Regions from separate parts of the Macaca mulatta genome. Here regions 2 and 3 are each linked to region 1. A link is a contact called in public Hi-C data. All regions are on one chromosome and are shown on one strand. The core of a region is the stretch at or near the end of the contact, and the rest is flanking DNA. Distances in the headings are between cores, read along the strand shown. Region 1 holds the start of ATP5MG (ATP synthase membrane subunit g). Region 2 holds the start of UBE4A (ubiquitination factor E4A). Region 3 holds the start of KMT2A (lysine methyltransferase 2A).

The links. Hi-C and Micro-C count contacts between places; a contact is called where the count stands out from the background.
Region 2: a Hi-C map of CD4 T cells shows a contact between it and region 1, with 2.6 times the contacts expected there. The contact joins the promoter of UBE4A here to the promoter of ATP5MG in region 1. A contact is called at or near these places in 2 of 14 Hi-C or Micro-C datasets (CD4 T cells and liver).
Region 3: a Hi-C map of CD4 T cells shows a contact between it and region 1, with 1.8 times the contacts expected there. The contact joins the promoter of KMT2A here to the promoter of ATP5MG in region 1. A contact is called at or near these places in 5 of 14 Hi-C or Micro-C datasets (CD4 T cells, cortical neurons, fetal cortex germinal zone and 2 more).

The regions. Positions count from the first base shown.
Region 1 is chr14:119,073,178-119,076,168 of T2T-MMU8v2.0, reverse strand. ATP5MG (ATP synthase membrane subunit g) reads right to left here and starts at 1,400. Exons shown (of 3, transcript NM_001258127.1): 1 at 1,200-1,400. The coding sequence starts at 1,251.
Region 2 is chr14:119,030,846-119,033,836 of T2T-MMU8v2.0, reverse strand. UBE4A (ubiquitination factor E4A) reads right to left here and starts at 1,509. Exons shown (of 22, transcript XM_077964377.1): 1 at 1,435-1,509.
Region 3 is chr14:119,112,875-119,115,865 of T2T-MMU8v2.0, reverse strand. It overlaps KMT2A (lysine methyltransferase 2A), which reads right to left and starts at 1,491. Exons shown (of 36, transcript XM_077964395.1): 1 at 1,039-1,491. The coding sequence starts at 1,470.

The sequences.
Region 1 (2,991 bases), core at 151-2,650:
CAGGAGTTAAGAGACTAGCCTGGGCAACATGGCGAAATCCCGTCTCTTAAAACATACAAAAATTAGCCAGGTGTGGTGGCGCGCCTGTGATCCCAGCTACTCAGGAGGCTGAGGTGGGAGGATCGCTTGAGCCTCGGAGGCAGAGGCTGCAGTGAGCTGTGATCTGCCACAGCACTCCAACCTGGGCGACAGAGTGAGAGTCCCTGTCTTCTAGGGAAAAAAAAAAAAAAAAAAAAAAAAAAAAAAAAAAAAAAGAAAGAAAAAGAAAGTACCCAAATCAAACTCAAACATAGCAAAAGAGACTAAAAAGTATTACATTTTTTTTTGAAGTTCTGCTTTCTATTCACATTTCAGAAATCTGGGCGAAAGTTAGAGATCTGACCTTCAGTCAACTTACTGGAATACAGCACATTTAGGAAAACCTTACGTCAATTTATCTTATCTCGCTTCACGAATAAAATGAATAGCCTGCCACTGAGAAGACAACTGAAATATTTACTGGCCAAATAAACTAGTACTCAGAAGCTGTGATTATTCAGGGTTGTTGTGAAATACAGCGGTCTACCAGTGAGGCTCTTCAAGCCGAAAAAATTCCACGAATGCTAAGCTGTAATAACAAAGATTACTATTTATACGGATCCCGTTCTATGCTTCTCGGGGCACGGATACTCATCCATGAAGTCCATTTCCACTTAAAATTTCCCTCGGATTAAAGTGGAAGTATCTTAGAATCCGTCTAGGACAGAAAGCAAAGTCGACATTTCTGTTGACTTCCAAATACTCCACTGACAACCAGACCATGTGATGAGGCCCAATTGATGTACTTTCACACGTTTCTGCCCTTCCTTTTCTTAGCTCTCCTAACAGAGCCATGCCCTCTATATTCCTGCCCTTAGCGATCTCAGGGGGCGTAATGGCGGAGCTGCCGGGCAACGCCGGGCATCCTTCACACTACCTCTCTTCCCAGTGGTGGTTGGATTTCAGGAACTTCTAGGTTGTGTAGAGAACCCAATCTGCAGGTCAGGCGAGCGGAAGGCTAGAGGAGAGTCGCCAACCTTCCTGCTTCCTTCACCTGCAGGCCATCCCGCCCCGGCACCCGCAGGCCCCTCGGGTCTTGGCCGCCCGCTTCTTCCTCTCAGGCCATCGCAGGCCTCCCTGCCGCCCGTGTGCCCGCCTCGGCGGTCTTACATCGCGCTCACCGTTCACCAGAGCCGGGGTCTTCTCCACAAGGTTACGGACAAATTGGGCCATGGTTCTAGGATGCGAAGTCCGTCTCCCGGAACGGCCGGCTGAATGTCACCCGCCGGAAGGACCCGCTGCAGGACCCCGTCCCACTTCCAAGGTCAGGCCGCCTCTTTTCGCGCCGGTCGAGGATATTTAAATGTCCAAAGATCTTTGCAGAATCCAGTCTGTCCACTTACTTTTTTCAACATGGAAGAGAAGGTGGATATGAAAAGATGATATTAGAGAGCATGTGAAGAACAGCGGGATTCCGCAGAGAAGCAGGCATTTTGTTGGGCAGCCACTAGCAGAGGTCCGGAAACCCGGCAAGGAGCGGAAATGCGCATGCGCCCTGAACCTTCAGTGCTCTTCTTGGCGCCGATATCCGCTATTTCGCGTTGTGTGCTTTAGCTGCGTTTCTGAGAACCTATGAAGTCGGTGCTGCAGAAGCATTCGCTGAGATTCTTCTAGTCCCACACGATCGTTGTACAGAGGTAGAGAGGGTCCAAGGCCAAACATATAAAGTTAGAGTCCGAGCAAGCACCACACAACCTGGTACCAGGTTCAACCCATAGCCCTTTTTATTTGAGACAGTCTCGTTCTGTCGCCCAGGCTGAAGTGCAGTGGCACGACTTCGGCTCATTGCAACCTACGTCCCCCAGGTTCCAGCGATTGTCGTGCCTCAGTCTTCCGAGTAGATGGGACTACAGGCGCCCGCCACCACGCCTGGCTAATTTTTGTATTTTTAGTAGAGACTGTGTTTCACCATGTTGGCCAGGCTGGTCTCGAACTCCTAGCCTCAAGTGATCCGCCCGCCTTGGTGCTGAGATTACAGACGTGAATCACCGCCCCTGGCCCCACAGCCCTTTTTAAAGTTGATTTTTTTGTAATCCCAGTCTCCCCAAAGTCCTGTATCAGGATTGGAATCCATTTCCCCTAATTCCCTAGTTAGCCACAAGGAGTTGTGCAGATGTGAGGGAAAAAACACCTGTATTGAACGCCCACACTATGCCAGGCATTTTGGAATTTAAAGAAAGCCTGTAAGGCATTGTCCCCATTGAGACTGGTCTTGAAAAATGGCCACACAATTTGGAAGTGGCAGAGTTCAGATCTGAAGAAGCTGCAATGTAAACTCAGAGAGGGGGCATTCTATCAGATTAGGCATGGTGGTGATTTCAGCATACTTCCTAGAGAAGATGCTTGAGCTGATGTGTGAGAGAACAGCTGTATACTACAGAGGGCTGAAACTTCATAGTTTAATATGAGAAGGAAAAGATGTATGTAGGGAAGTGGCATTTGATGAGACGAACAGAACTATAATGTATCCTGGGGAAGTCTGAGCAGAAGTAAATCTCTGATTTTTGGAATGGTTAGAGGGGTGGAAAGAAAAATTTGAAGTGGTATCAAGGAACTAAGAACTTTTCAGTGAAGGAGTGATTCTGCTGCCCTAGATACTGCAGAAAAGTCAAATTAAGGATGGGAAAGTTAATTTAGCAGTATGGCAATCTTTAACTAATTAGCGCAGTTTCAAAAAATTAGGATAGAAGTCAGGGTGAATGGTGAAGAAATATGGCTGTAAAGGATTACAAGTCAGAAAACCCAAGGGGGATGTGGAACTCAGGGGAGAAATTGAAGACAGAGAAGAGGCAGTCATTTATTTATTTAGAAATGGGGTCTTGCCACATTGCCTAGGCTGGTCTGAAACTCCTGGCCTCAAGAGATCATCCCACTTCTGCCTCTTGCTTAGCTCTAGGATTACAGGCACAGGCC
Region 2 (2,991 bases), core at 260-2,759, 42 kb after region 1:
CTGATATACCTGCTGCAAAGATCTATATCTATAATAGCTGTCCTACAAAATTCTGTCACCTCCTCCTGATTCAAGCTTTGTTTATGAATAGTACCACTAATCCTTTAAGACCATTGTCAGCTCTCATGAACACACAACTGTGTTAACATCAGACTTGGTTTTTTTTTTTTTTTTTGAGACGGAGTCTTGCTCTGTCGCCCAGGCTGGAGTGCAGTGGCACAATCTCGGCTCACTGCAAGCTCCGCCTCCCGGGTTCACGCCATTCTCCTGCCTCAGCCTCCCGAGTAGCTGGGACTACAGGCGCCCGCCACCACGCCCGGCTAATGTTTTGTATTTTTAGTAGACACGGGGTTTCACCGTGTTAGCCAGGATGGTCTCGATCTCCTGACCTCGTGATCCGCCCGCCTTGGCCTCCCAAAGTGCTGGGATTACAGGCATGAGCCACCGCGCCCGGCCGGTATTGTTTTTAAACAGAAATATCTGGAACACTTTGTAAAACTGGGATTGTCAAAATCAAGCTCTATCAAATCATATCCTCCCATAAGGTCTGTGCCCTGGTAAATAATACATATATCATTTAAAAATAGAAATTAAAATATCAACTTAAAATATAAATTAAAAAACAATTTTCGTTGTTGTATGTTTCACCTAACACTATTAGGCCAGACGAATGTGGCAACAAAATTCCATCAACACATCTATCTGCAACCTAGAAGGATGTCAAGTCAAAAAGCAGACAGCAGTCCTTCTTGGATCCCATTTTATCGCAGGTGGGCTTCCACGTGACGCCAAAACAGTAAATGACAGTGAGACTAAACACATGCTTGCTCTCAGGGCATACAACTGAACCTAAAGGGAAGGCTCATCAAATATAAGGTCATGAGCCATGGTCACTCAATTTTAGAAGTGTCTTCTAAACCCAAGGAAACATGAAGCAGAGTGACCCAAGAGTTTTCTGAGGTGAACTCATCACCTGCCTTAAGAAATGTCAACACCCTTCAACTGGTTTGCTTACGACTCGCGATTAATCTTATCTTCTTGGCATCTGCCTATTTGTTATCTATTCTTCATATTTGATCCTTCCATGTTCCATAAGGGATTCGCAGGAAGGAGGGAGATCCACCCGCCTGGGGCACGTTCTAGAGAAAGTAAGTCAAAGATAATGCAATGATAGCGCTCCGGCCTGTTCAGGAGGGGCTTGGCAAAGATGGGGACAGAAATGTACAGAGAGACATCAGAAGCTGGGGCACTGTAAGGGGTTCCAAATCAGACAGGGTCGAAGTTCAAGAAAGAGAAGGTGCCTGGTTAGGAAAGCACAGGAGAAGGAATTTGGAGAAGATAAGAGTGAACAGGGATTAAGTGGCATTGGACTAGCAGAAAATATCACAATGCAAAGTCAATGACCCCGTCCCCTGAAGCTATTGCCTGTCTTACCAGAGCCTGAAGGGCTAGCAGCGACGACACGACAGAATCTCAGCGGCCGAAAGGTTCCCACTTCCGACTCAGCACATCAACCGGAAGTTACGTCATCAACAAGCGTCGGGGTTTGTGGAAGTTCATCTCCGCGCCGGAAGCACCGTGTGCAGGCTCACCCGGGGGACTGGCGCGCAAATCCGCCTACAGCGCATGCGCTAGCTGTATAGCTGCGGACTGGAGGCGGGGCGGAAGTGGCAGGAAGTGGCCTGGGGTCGGATTGTCGGGACGGGAGTGGGTCCACCTGGCAGTGCACTTTGGAGTGTGGAATATGAGGCTGGGTTTTGGAAACCAGCGTACCGAGGGCAGATAAAACTGTGATCCCTGGCTCTGCTCGCAACCTCTGTTGGGGGTCTGCTCTCTTATTTTCCCACCAGTCCTATACCTTTTTGAAGCAGCTTCTGTTACTCTCTGTTATTCAAAGGGATGACACTAATAGCAATAACAACTAAAAGTTTGTTATTGTGCTGTCTTCGGAGCAGTCTTTGGAGTGTGCTATCTTTGATTGGATTTCAGTTTTCTTCTCTGTGAAGTGGAGATGGTATACATCCTACAAGGTTGTTTTTGAGATACACATAAATGGCCGGGCACAGTGGCTCACGCCTGTAATCCCAGCACTTTGGGAGGCCGAGACGGGCGGATCACGAGGGCAAGAGATCAGGATACACATAAATAATAAAGGAAATAATTTTCAAGAGTTAAAAGCGCTGTGCAAGTGAAAATTCACAGAATGAGAGAAAATAGTTGCAACTCATATATCTGATAAAGGATTAATATCTAAAATATATAAAGAACTACAAGAACAAAAAAACCCCAAACAGTTCAGTTCAAAAAAGGGCAAAGGACTTGAATAGACATTTCTCCAAAGAAGATACATTCCAAGAGAATAACTATCCACTTGGTATCTGTGGGGGATTTGTTTCAGGACCCCCTGGGTACCAAAATCCATGGATGCTCAAGTTCCTTATACAAAATGATGCAGTATTTGCATATAAACTATGCACATCCTCCTGTGTCATCCTAGATATGCCTAAGTCATCTCTAGATCACTTATAATACCTAATACAATGTAAATCTAAATAGTGTTGTATTGTTTAGGGAATAATGACAAAAAGTCTGTACATGTTCAGTACAGATGAAATTTGTTTTGGAATATTTCCAATTCATGGTTGGTTGAATCCATAGATGGAGTCCACATATATGGAAGGCCAACTGTACAAATTGTGGATAAGCATATGAAAGAGTGCTCAACATCGCTCGTCTTTAGGGAAATGAGAATAAAACGTAATACCTACTAGGATGGCTATTATATATAAAAAAAGGAAAGTAATTGTTGGCAGATGTGGAGAAATTGAAACCCTATGCATTGCTCATGGCAACGTTAAATAGTCCAGACTTTTTGGAAAAACAGTTTGATGATTCCTCAAAAAGTTAAACATAGTATAACCATGTGATCAAGCAATTCCGCTTTGACATAGATGTTCAAAATAACTGAAAGCAGGAACTTAGATACTTGTA
Region 3 (2,991 bases), core at 242-2,741, 40 kb before region 1:
GCAGTGGGTGGGGTAGGAGAGCAGCTGCTTCCCCTGGGAGGATGCTGCCCCAGTCCCCCCACAAACACCTCCCCTCACAGGGGCCCCCTTCCCCAGAGCTGGAGGGAAAGCCTGCCTCCTCTCCAGGGGGAGTGGTGGAAAGCTGCTCTTCTCTAAGCCTAGGGGACAGTGGACTATTTTCCCCTCCAAGATGCCACTAATCCTTCATTCTAAAGGAGGGAAAGGGTGGAGTGAAGGTAGAGTAATTCCCGGCTACCAATAGGCTAGAAACTGTAGCCCTGTAAGACGAGGTGGGGGGGCGGGGGGAAGAGACTGCTATATGAGGAATCACCGTTATCTTCAGAGGGAAAGGAGGTGAGACCAGGAAAGGTGCAGAGGAGAGATTTTCCCCGGTGGGGTAGGGAGGAATGGGGGAGGATCTGTCTGCTTGGGGTGGGGGTAGAGGGTGGAGGTGAAGGAAGGGGGAGTGGCTGGCAGTATAGGGACCTGGCCCGGGGACGGGGCGAGGGTTCATCGGGTTTTCGAAAGCAAGGTGCTGGAAGGGACATCGATCCCCAAGGGCTAGGAGAACGTGGTCCTGGATGAGGCCATCACCCGAGAGATGCCCGAGAGGAAAACTGCCCTAGGAGTAACACATCTGCCCAGAGAGGGAGGCGGGGATGTGGCGGGATCAGGTCTCTAGGAGGGAGGGAGGGAGGAATCTTGCTCGGATGAGGTAATCTGTGAAAGGGAGGAGGGGTTCAGTCCCGGGATGGGAAACCCCGGCGAGGGGGTCTGTGCCAAGGGATTTGGGGAAGGGTCAGGGGGAGGAGAGCGGGGGGCAAACGCCCTCAGCCAGATGGGCCCAAACCCCGGGGTGGGGGCGCCTGGGTGTCTGCAGCCCTGCATGGGGGTCCCAAGATGGGAGAGCCATTCGCCCCGGGTGAGGGACCCTGAGATGGTCCCAGAATTGGGATGCTCCTCAATCCCGGATGGGGGAGGGGAGGGGGCTCCGCAGAGGGTCGAGACCCCGGACCTGGGGGTTCCTCGCCCCCTTACCTCTCCGCTGCCGCCTCCCCCGCCGCTCTCCCCAAACACGGCCCGGAACCGGCGCAGGTTGGTGCCGATGGCGGCCGAGACCTGCAGCGCCGCGTCGAAGCCCGGGCCCACCCGGAGCAGGGCCGGCCCTGAAGAAGCTGAGGACGATGACGAAGACGAAGACGAGGCGGACGACGAGGAGGCTGCTGAGGCGGCGGCCGCTCCCCCTGGAACCCCAGCCCCGCTGCTTCCCGCCGCCGCCGCCGCGGCCGCCACAGCCGGGGGGGAGGGGGGCGCCCCGGGGCCGCCACCGCCGACCGGGGGCCCGGGGGGAAGCAGCAGGGCCGGGACGCGTTGCCGCGGGGCGCCCCCTAGGCCCCGGCGCCCCCCGCCGCCACCGCCCCCGGTGGTCCCGGGTCGGGCGGGGAAGCGCCACCGACAGCTGTGCGCCATGTTCGCCCCGTGAAGTGAAGCAGCGAGAGGGAGAGGCGACAACACAGGGGGGCGGGGAGGCGGAGGGGGGGGCACGGGGCCCCGGAACCTGCCTAACCCGCTCGGCGCTGCCTGGCCGCCTGCACTCTACAGGCCGCTATGCAGAGCGCCGGGCCGCGCCCGCCAGCCCCGCAATCTGTATAGCGGCCACGGGCCTCTGCCTCTGACGCCTGGGCGCTGCAACTCCATCCCGAGGCCCGGGCCGCCCCCTCCTGCCCGCCCGCCCGCCCCGCAACCTGGATAAGTGCATGCCCCGCCCTCCGGGAGAGGCATTGCTCGGGAAAAGGAGGGGGGAAGGAAGCCCGGGAGCCCGGAGCAGAGCGCGGGTTCCGGAGAGAGGGGGAGGGGGCGAGGGCTACGCGGAGATGGAGGCGGAGGGAGCCGGGCCGCCTGCAGCCTTGAGCACTGAGAGGCCGATTACACACGTTCCCGGGACGCGCTGGGAATCGAACCGCCCGGGAGAGCAGCTTCCAGTATAACGCGGCGGCTGGGTCGGGGAGCAGTGAGCCTTCTCCTCCGCCCCAGGGCACGGATACAAGATGGGTTAGCCCGAATTGAACGCTTCTAGAATAAAAGAGCCCTTATTGTACTACATGCAAAACAGAAGCACTGCCCAGTTTACTATATGCAAAACAGAAAGGCCCTCAATGAACGCACTTTAAAAAATAAAAAAGGAGCCCCTCCCATTTTCATGCTGGAGCTCTCTCCAAAATGCACACACGAGTGGCAGGTCTCCTGCCACCTCCTCGCTCTACTGTGCACTCGTCTGGCTTTTGTGCCCTTCTGCAGGGAGTTGGGTTGTGTTTCTCCAGCCCGGGCACTGAGGCCACGGCGTGCTCCGCTAACGACGCGGTGTTACAACGAAGCTGAAGCTGGGTGGCTAACGGGGCCTGGAGGGAAGAGGCGGGCAAAAGCGCCCCCGCCCCTTCTTCCTCCGGTGTCTGCCTGCCGCTGCATGCAAAGCAGACCCTAATGTATGCACGCAGAGGGAGGGGGGCTCGCGAGCACGTTTCTGATTAAGAGAGGGGGAGGAGGAGAGCGTTGGGCATTATGATACACTGGGTGGAAGGGGCCCGCCGGCGGCGAGCTCTGTGCGCGGGGTTAGTAAGCTGAGGGGGGAGGGGGAAAGAAGGAGGCGAGTTAGGGAGGGGAATGAATATCCACCGGGTTTACTTTATTGCGGGAAAGAGGGGAGGGCGCCTCGAGTATAGCGTTAGAAGCCTGCAAGGCTGGGAAAGCCGAGAGGGTAGGGAGGGGTTTGTGTCGGGGGAACTTGCGTTGGTTGAAGCTGGGGGATCGATACAGAGCCTGCAGGCCCCGGGGCAGCCTCCATCCCCCCAGCCGAGGTGGAGTTCGCTGGAAGGTCACGCAGCCTTCCTGGACTCCCGCACCGGTACAGCGCGCTGCATGTAATATTACAGCCTGGGGCGGCGAATTTGGGAAGGAGGGAGAGGGTCGTGGCGAGCAGGTTGCACTCAGCTC